Linked DNA regions of Mus musculus: region 2 is linked to region 1. The links are chromatin contacts, called in public HiChIP or PLAC-seq maps. All regions are on one chromosome and are shown on one strand. The core of a region is the stretch at or near the end of the contact, and the rest is flanking DNA. Distances in the headings are between cores, read along the strand shown. Region 1 holds the start of C430042M11Rik (RIKEN cDNA C430042M11 gene). Region 2 overlaps Gm35551 (a long non-coding RNA gene).

The links. HiChIP or PLAC-seq counts read pairs in DNA pulled down with a chosen protein or histone mark.
Region 2: a contact with region 1 is called in a FOXA1 HiChIP or PLAC-seq map of pancreatic cancer cells. The contact joins the enhancer-like site here to the promoter of C430042M11Rik in region 1. A contact is called at or near these places in 1 of 15 datasets of contacts at CTCF or cohesin (the NIH/3T3 cell line), 8 of 115 datasets of contacts at active chromatin or transcription factors (bone marrow-derived macrophages, embryonic limb bud, embryonic stem cells and 5 more) and 1 of 9 other capture datasets (liver).

Annotation. Positions count from the first base shown.
Region 1 is chr17:83,852,599-83,857,200 of GRCm38.p6, forward strand. C430042M11Rik (RIKEN cDNA C430042M11 gene) reads right to left here and starts at 1,820. Exons shown (of 2, transcript NR_155491.1): 1 at 1,618-1,820; 2 at 1-376.
Region 2 is chr17:84,068,429-84,073,030 of GRCm38.p6, forward strand. All of the region lies in intron 1 of Gm35551 (a long non-coding RNA gene), which reads right to left. Among named protein-coding and RNA genes, the nearest start is that of 4933433H22Rik, 7.9 kb to the right of the region's middle. Within about 2 kb of position 2,308, at least 25 of the 459 cell types and tissues checked have an H3K27ac peak or open chromatin away from gene starts, as enhancers often do. A contact at or near this core is called in the NIH/3T3 cell line and pancreatic cancer cells, where this site is marked.

The DNA of each region.
Region 1 (4,602 bases), core at 570-3,069:
CATAAAGCCCAAGAATCCAGTGGTTGCTTGGTCCACAAGGCTGGATGTCTCAGCTGATCTCCTGTATCTGCCGGAATCCCGCAGAAGTAGGCGGCGCTAACGCCAGTGAAGGGATGGATGTGCTCGAGAGGCGAGGGTGAGCAGGCAAAGAACGAAAGCTTCCTATGTCGTCCTCTTCCATAGACTTCCAGCAGAGGGTGTGGCCCAGGTTAAAGGTATGTCTTCCCACCTCAAGATCCAGATCTCACCTCAAAGCTGGTCTAGAAGTAGATTCATCCACTACAAAACCAGCGGAGTCATCTCCCATAGGTATGTCCTCCACTTCTGGATGATTGCTCATTCCGGGTATCATCAAGTTGACAAACAGACATGGCTACTGCAAAGGGCAGGGTCGAGATGGATTAGAGGTACAGACGCTTGTCACTGAGCTGACGACCTAACGTCCTTCCCTGGGATCCGCAGTGATGGAAAGAGAGAGCTGATTCCTCACAATCGTCATCTCACCTCCAAACTCACTCCGTGGGGCAAAAATAAAAAACCAAATTAGATAAATGTATATATTTTTTATTTAAAATGGCAGGGGATGCCTTTAATCCTAGCACTTGGGAGGCAGAGGCAGGCGGATTTCTGAGTTTGAGGCCAGCCTGGTCTACAGAGTGAGTTCCAGGACAGCCAGGGCTACACAGAGAAACCCTGTCTCAAAAAACAAAAAACAAAACAAAACAAAACAAAAAGGCAGGGGATATAGCTCAGAGATAGAACACTTGGCTATTATTCATAATGCCTTTGATTTAATCCCCAGTCCCGAGAGACAAGACAAGACAAAGCAACCCGATGTCCTGCCACATACACCAATCTATCATCTTTAGTTTTGAAGCCTGAATGGGGCTCGAAGGTGAAAATCCAGGTGTTGTCAGAGCTGTATTTTTTTTAAAGACTTATTTATCTTATGTTCGTTGGTGTTTTGCCTACATGTATGTCCATATGAGGGTGTCAGATCCCCTGGAATTACAGACTGTTTCGAGCTGCCATGTGGGTGCTGGGAATTGAAACTGGAAGAGCAGCCAGTGTTCCTAACCACTGAGCCATCTCCTCAGCCTTGGGTCTTGTCTTTTTTTTTTTTTTTAAAGAGTTCAGGTAGAAGACATAGGTTTCTTCTTCTCTAACCTATCAAGATCCTCCTCACACCTGCAAGTAACGGAGACTCCAATTAACCGGGAGCTTATGGGATGCTGAGGATTTATATGCTAGGTGACAAGCAAGTACACCCCTCCCCCCACTAAATAAAAGTGTAATTTAAACAATTCAAAGACACACGTCTAGAGAGATGGCTCAGCCACTGAGAGCACTTGCTACTCTTGTAGAGGGCCAAGGTTTGGTTCCCAGTATCCACATGGCAGCTCACAATTGCCTGTACCTCCAGTTCCAGTGGATCTGATGCCCTCTTCTGGCTTTTAATGGCACCACATACACACACACAGTGAACAAAACATACATGCAAGCAAACGCTCATAACTAAATAAATCTTAGGAATATAAAAATGAAACAAGACAGAAAAACAAGCAAAGAAAACCCGTTCAGCTAAGGGGAAAGTTAAAGGCTCATATAACAAGATACCTGTCTGAGTCAGGGGTTCTCTTGCTGTGAAGAGACCCCATGACCATGGCAGCTCTCATGATGGAAAACATACTCTGGGCTGGCTTAGTTTCAGGGGTTTAGTTCATTATCATCATGGTGGGAAGCACAGCCGTGTGTAGGCAGACCTGGTGCTTGAGAGGAGGAGAGCATTCTATATCCAGATCCGAAGGCATCAGGAAGAGACCTTGAGCCACTAAGCCCCAGCTTGAGCTCCTCAGACCCGCCCCCTAGTGACGCGCATCCTCCAGCAAAGCCACACCCACTCCAACAAGGCCACACCTCTTTAGTGGCACTCCGTATGGGCCTATGTGGGCCATCTTCATTCAGACCACCACAGTAGCTAAAGGATATTTGCAGGAGGTGTAACTGAGGAGACCCAGCCTGAATGTTGCTCATGTCAGGTTTTGTGTGACAGCGAGGAGAAAAGTGACTAACACACGTCCTATTCCTGGTGGCTGAGGACAGCTGGTTACACGTAGCGTTTCCTTAGGACCACGCCCTGTCTCCAGTGCTGCAGGTGCTTGCTTGCTCTGCTGTGGGGGCTGCAGAGCGGGTTGAGTCATGTTAGCAGCATCCTTCCATTCTTCCTACCAGACATATGTTGTTGAAATTTTTTAATCCCAATCTGGGGTTTCTCTATCACCTTGATCATTCAGTTCCTGGATAAAAGACACACAACCTTTATATTTACAATAAGCCTTAATCAGCACAAGAGCTGGGCAGATACCTACCCTCTATGCTATTAGAATCTACCTTCCTATCAATAACCCCAAGTTATTATTTACTATGTTTCATCTATGCTGCTCTTAACTCCAATTGGTCAGCCCTCAGGTTCTCCCTCGAGAACCCATGGCTTCTCTCTCCCTCCTTCACCTTCTTCTCCCTCATGGTTTTCCTCAGACCCCCAGTCCTGGAATCCTAAACCCCACCTATGTCTCTTCTGTCCAACTATTGGTTGTCAGCATCTTTATTTACCAATGAGAAATAACTTGGGTGCAAAGTCACTGGGTCTACACTCAGACTTTCTCTCAGGGAACCAGGTCTTAGGGGCTTGCACTTAGCCCTACAATACACAGCAAAAGACCAAACCTCAAAAGACTTAGGCAATTCTCCCCATGTTTCTGGGAGATCAAACTGCCATGAAGGGAGAACCAGATGTGTGTGCTGGCCACGAGAGGCTCAAATGTCCATACTTGCACCCATTACTGGGACAAAACCAGTAGTAACCAGCAGACGTTGCTTGGATCTGGTGTTTCCAGGTTCCCAGACTTTTATTCAAGAAAACTAAAATAAAGGCAGAAACAAATTGCAAAGAAGCAAAGGAGTTTTATTTCAAAGCAAAGCAATAGTATAGACCAGAAACATCCTGTCAAGAGTGATAGGGGACACTATCTATCGATCGATTTATCTATCTATCTATCTATCTATCTATCTATCTATCTATCTATCTATCATCATCATCATCTATCATCTATCTATCTATCTACCATCTATCTATCTATCTATCTATCTATCTATCTATCTATCATCTATCTATCTATCTATCTATCTATCATCATCATCATCTATCTATCTATCTACTATCTATCTATCTATCTATCTATCTATCATCTATCTATCTATCTATCTATCTATCTATTATCTAACTATTCATCCATCTATTTATCCATCTATCTATCCATCTATCTATTATCTATCTACCTATCATCTATCTATCATCTATCTATTATCTATCTATCTATCTATCTATCTATCTATTATCTATCTATCTATCTATCTATCTATCTATCTATCTATCTATCTATCTATCTATCTTATATGTAAGTGTTTTGCCTTCATGCATGGATGTACACTACTTGCCTGCCCAGTTTCCTCATCAAATCCCTTGGGACTGGAGTTGCAGATGGTTGTGAGCCATCATGGTGCTGGGAACTGAACCCTGATCCTCTACTAGAACAGCAAGTGTGTTCAACCACTGAGCCATCGCTCCAGAACATCCCCCACCCCCATATTCTATCATTCCTGACTCTTCATGACATGGTTCCAAATGATCTTGATAAGAGTAAATGTGTGTGGAATCCTGGGGTCCAAGGCACCCTGAGGAGTGTCAACACTGACATTTTTTTGTGGCTCAAGTGTTGTGGATGAATTTATATTTGTTACCTACAATGAAGAAAACTGAGAATATCTATGAGATGCCCAAAGTTATTTAGTCTCTCTCTCTCTCTCCCTCCCTCTCTCTCTCTCTCTCTCTCTCTCTCTCTCTCTCTCTCACACACACACACACACACACACACCACATACCCCCACACACCCACCATATATTCTACTAGTAAGTAATACTAAAAGAATTTCACATAAATCCGAGGAAAAGACCCAGACACATCAAAGAATCTAAATGAACAGAAGAAATTTAAAGACGACACTGAACAAAAAATGCTCAGCACCCTTAAATCTACTTTCTGTTTTTCCCTGGCAACATAGTTTCTTCTGCATACAAAACAGCACACACTGCAAGGAGAAAGACAGCTCAGGTCTGTGAGCTCAGGGAACTTGTGGTTAGATGACCTTGGGAGTTCATTCTGGACTTCACAAAGATTTCTTGTATTTTTTTTTTCCCTGATAGTTACAAAATTCCTAGCTCCCATAAGTGGGAGGGTAAGATAGAATGGATCATAACAAGGCAGATAGCAAGAAAACTATCATACACCCAGAGGAACTGCCGATCTGAAGGTCTAACACCAAGTATTGACGAGTCTAAAACTAAAACTCAGTCTTACTGGCAGGAGTGGACGCTCCCTCCAGCATCTTCTGGGATCCGGAGCTCACAGGTAAAGGTGGCCCACTGGGTGGCAGAGAAGTTGGCTAAAGGGCTTCAGGCTAAAGTTGCTAGCATGTAGGCAAATGTGCTGCCTAATCTTAAGTGGGAATCCATGTACTGTCTGCTGAGCTGTAGGAGCCAGA
Region 2 (4,602 bases), core at 1,058-3,557, 220 kb after region 1:
AAGGCTACAACTCATGTGCCACAGGTCAAACTGGTCAGATTTGAGCTTTCTCAGGGAAAGAAGCAATCTGCCTTTTGAGATGAGATGTCTAAGCAGGAAGGATGGTGTGTGGGCCTCCTTCTATATTCTGAGACTGTCCAGGGCACTCCCCCTAAACGTCTCTTGCCCTTGTCAGTGAGTGAGAGAAGGGTGTTGGAATGTGTGATGTTGGATGCTAAGCCCTGCCCAGGAGTCCTGTGCCCCACTCTAGACTGTCCCAGTGCAGAGGACACTGGTAGGGTTTATATGGTGGAAGTACTTTGGTGGGTCAGGGCCAAGATGTACTACACATATCACACCGTGCAACAGATCTCACGCAAGAGATTTACTGAGGGGTGGGGAGCAAAAGGCCACCTCAGAGTGAGGACAAGACAGACAGACAGACTGAGAGACAGGCAGAGAAACAGAGAAAGAGACAGAGTGAGGGCTACCTATGATGGCAGCGGGGGGTGGGGGAAGGCGGAGGGGCGTTTAAAGATATGCGTACCACATTTGGCATGGCTCTGAGGCGCTGAAGGCAGGCAGGCCAACGCTGACACAGTACCTGTTCTGGGATCTGCAGGCCAGACAGTGCTCAGACAGATGCTGTCTAGGCCAGTAAGATCTAGATAACTAGGCTCATAGCCAGCGGACAGAGATTCTGACACCCAGCTTAGCTGAGGAAGCTCGGTGAACCATGGAGTGAGGTCTGTCTCTTGGGAGAGCCCATCTTTCCTCATACACCAGCCTCTCCTCTCCTCATTTAGTCCCTCCATGCTCTCTCCTTTCTAGAGCTAAACGTCTCCCCTGGCAGCTCTTTCCTCTAGTTCAGTGGTTCTTAACATTCCTAATGCTTTGAGCCTTTAATACAGTTCTTCAGTTTGTAGTGACTGCCCCCCACCCAGCCATAAAATTATTTTCATTGCTACTTCATAACTGCAAATTTCGCTACTGTTATGAATTGTAATATAAATGTCTGCAGGCTGGCGAGATGGCTCAGTGGTTAAGAGCACTGACTGCTCTTCCAAAGGCCCTGAGTTCAAATCCCAACAACCACACGGTGGCTCACAACCACCCATAATGAGATCTGACACCCTCTTCTGGTGTGTCTGAAGACAGCTACAGTGTACTTATGTATAATAATAAATAAATCTTTGGCCTGGAGCGAGCAGGGACTGAGCAAGCAGAGTTGACTGGAGCGAGCAGAGGTCCTAAAATGTAATTCCCAACAACCACATGAAGGCTCACAACCATCTGTACAGCTACAGTATACTTGCATACATAAAATAAATAAATAAATCTTTTAAAAAAAATAATAAATGTCTGTGTTTTCTGATATCTGTGAAAGGATCATTTGACCCTCAGAGGGTTCCAACCGATGGGGCTGAGAATCCCTGCTCTACCCACCTCTGCATTTGGCTGGGGGAGGGAGGGATGCTGGCCTTGAACTTAGCAGTGGCCAAGAGGTGATGGTGACCTAGACGTCAGAGCCTTTTCCCTTCAAGGAGCCAGAGGCCAATGAGAGGGCTTAGCTCAAGATCACCTTCCCTCAGATAGGAAGAATTTCCCTCCCACCCCACCATGGTACCCCATTCTCCATGCCCTTACCCCCACAGAGAGGAAGAGGATTGGAAAACCGAGTCTGAACTCTATAAAGAAGACTGACAGAGAGACAGAAGGAACTTGGACCACTGCACCCAGCAGTTGGTGGGGCCTCTGGGAAGGACTCTACATTGCTTGTGAGGGCTCTACCACTCTTTGCTTCTCTGTAGCCCTTGACGTTTTCTTTTCTTCTTCTTCTTCTTCTTCTTCTTCTTCTTCTTCTTCTTCTTCTTCTTCTTCTTCTTCTTCTTCTTCTTCTTCTTCTTCTTCCTCCTCCTCCTCCTCCTCCTCCTCCTCCTCCTCCTCCTCCTCCTCCTCCTCCTCCTCCTCTTCTTCTTCTTCTTCTTCTTCTTCTTCTTCTTCTTCTTTTGCTTTTTTTGTTTTTTGTGTTTTGGCTTGGTTTGGTTTGGTTTGTTTTTTGTTTTTTCAAGACAGGGTTTCTCTGTATAGCCCTAGCTGTCCTGGAACTCACTCTGTAGACCAGGCTGGCCTCAAACTCAGAAATCCGCCTGCCTCTGCCTCCCAAGTGCTGGGATTAAAGACGTTCATCACCATGCCTGGCTTGACGCTTTTCAAAGACAGCCAGATCTCTAGTCATGGTGAATGCTTGCTTCCTGTCCCAGCCCTAACCCACAAAGGTGGGTATGGGAGTTCTCCAGAGAATGTCCTCTAAGAACTGTGGTATGTTTTAGCTGCCTCTGCCTCTGATCAAATTTCTAAGCTCTGTTCCCAGCCAGGCCCGGAACAGGGACACGTCATTAGGAGTCATTCCTCCCACCCTCAACTTTATTTTGCAAACAGCCAGCAGGTAGCTCAAGTTCCCACTCTGGAAGCCACAGGCTGCAGCCCAGCCCTTTCCTCTCCTGGAAGGAAAAATTGTATTCCAAGACTCATGAACCATGAATATTTACCCAAACCTCTAGCTTAAAGGAGAATCACTCAGAATGACTCCCCTTCCCCCATCACCACCTCCAACTTATCCTTCATCTTCTGGGTCATAGGTTGTTCCTGAGTTCTGGCTTAGATACCCTAAGTGACAATGTGGATTCACCAGGACAGGCCTGAGTATAAGGAGGGGTGGGGCAGAGAGGTACTGGTTCCTCTGTTACTGTGAAGTCGCCCTTGGACCTGCTGGGGGAAAGACAAGAGTGTGTGTTCAAAGCATAGTAGGCAGCAAATTTAGGCAGATCCAAGTAACCAGAGTGTCCTACTGATGGGACAAAGACACCAGAGTGTGAGGCAGGTCCCCTAACTAAACTCAGCAAGCCCTTCAGATCTTCCTCCACGACTGAGACCTGGAAAGTAGGAGCTGTCTTCACCAGATGCCTCAAGGGACAGTGTTCAAGCCCCCTAGCAGGACTATGGATTCTGGTCAGGTGGTAGAAGGCTTGCCTGGCATGCACAAAGCCCTGTCTTCCGTTCCCACTGTGGTTTAAACCTGATGTAGTGCTCCATGCCTGCCATTCTCACACTTGGGAGGCAGGAGAATTAGAAGCTCAAGGGCATTGCCAGCTACACGGTAAGTACAAGGCCAGCTGGGCTACATGAAACCCTGCCTCAAAAACCTATCCGTGGGCTAGAGAAATGGCTCATGGGTTAGTGTGTGTATTCTTCTTTTGGAGAACCAGGACATACTTTCCAGCATCCATATAGTGTGACTTACAACTGCCTGTAACTATGGCTCCAGGGGATCTGAACTCCTGTTCTCTGAGGACACTATATTCACAGGCACATACTGCCCCCCAAAACACACACACAGAGTCACACACACACATATGTAGTCATATACACACTCACAAATACACTCACATACATACATATACTCACACATGCACACACATATATATACACGTACACAGAGACAAGAGAAAGAGACAGAGAGACAGAGACAGAGACAGAGACAGAGACAGAGACAGAGACAGAGACAGAGGCAGAGAGAACAAAACAGATGGTCTTAGGGATTCAGCCCAGATTGGCTACGCCCATGCTGACTCTGCTATTAAAGGTCCCTGTTGTTTTAAAATATCAGGAATTGAAACCAAGTTCAGCAGGCAAGTTCTCTATCACCAATTTATAGCCCCATAACCTCTACTTTTTAGTATACATACTTTTTTATTTTGCAATCTTGCTTAAGTTGCCCAGGCTGGTTTTGAACTCATTCTACAATTTAGACAGGCCTTGAATTTGCAGTCTTCCTGCCTCAGGTTTATGAGTAGCTAGGATTACAGGTGCCTGCCACCAGGCCTGTCTTGTGTTCATTTTTACCCATCTTCTGACCACCTACATCCCAGGCCTGTGGGACTTGAAATAAATTCAATATCCTGAGTCCCTCCATTCTACTCAGTAAAACCCAGAACTACATTTTTAGTACAGTCTAACATGACTGTGGAAACACTCTCAGATCTCCTTCCCATGTTAAGCCCTCTTGCCAGGACCTGCCTCTCTCACAGCAAAATAAGCCTGACAAAAACAAAAAACCAACCCTCCCTGTTAGAACCTCCATTGTCCCAGCTCTCCTCCCATGGGCGAGGACCCTGCCCCTATAAATGGCCTTGTCAGAGAAGATTTTAGAAGATAAAGACAAGCCAGCTTATAGCAGAGCTGGGATGGGGGCACTGGGTGAGGACATAGCTGAACTTCCCAGACAAAGAACAAAGCTAAATCATATTGCCCAAGGGCTAAGATCCAGCTCTGCCCAAAGCCTTGAAGGGACTGAGAAATAAACCATTTGTTCCTTTTTGGCGTGGGAAGAGCTCTGGTTAGAAAGGCAGCCTGGTCTAAGCATAAGGCTCAGCTCAGGCCTCCCCAGCTGTATGACCTTGAACACTGACTTCATCCTCGCTAATGCTCGGCTCCCCAGTGAGACAGAAAACATTCCTCACACAGCAGTTATGAAGAGTCAATGCAATAATGTAAGGACCACTCTGGGCTGTTGCTTGTTGAATTGGTAAGTAAAAGAGAATAGATGGGGGCTAGAGAGAT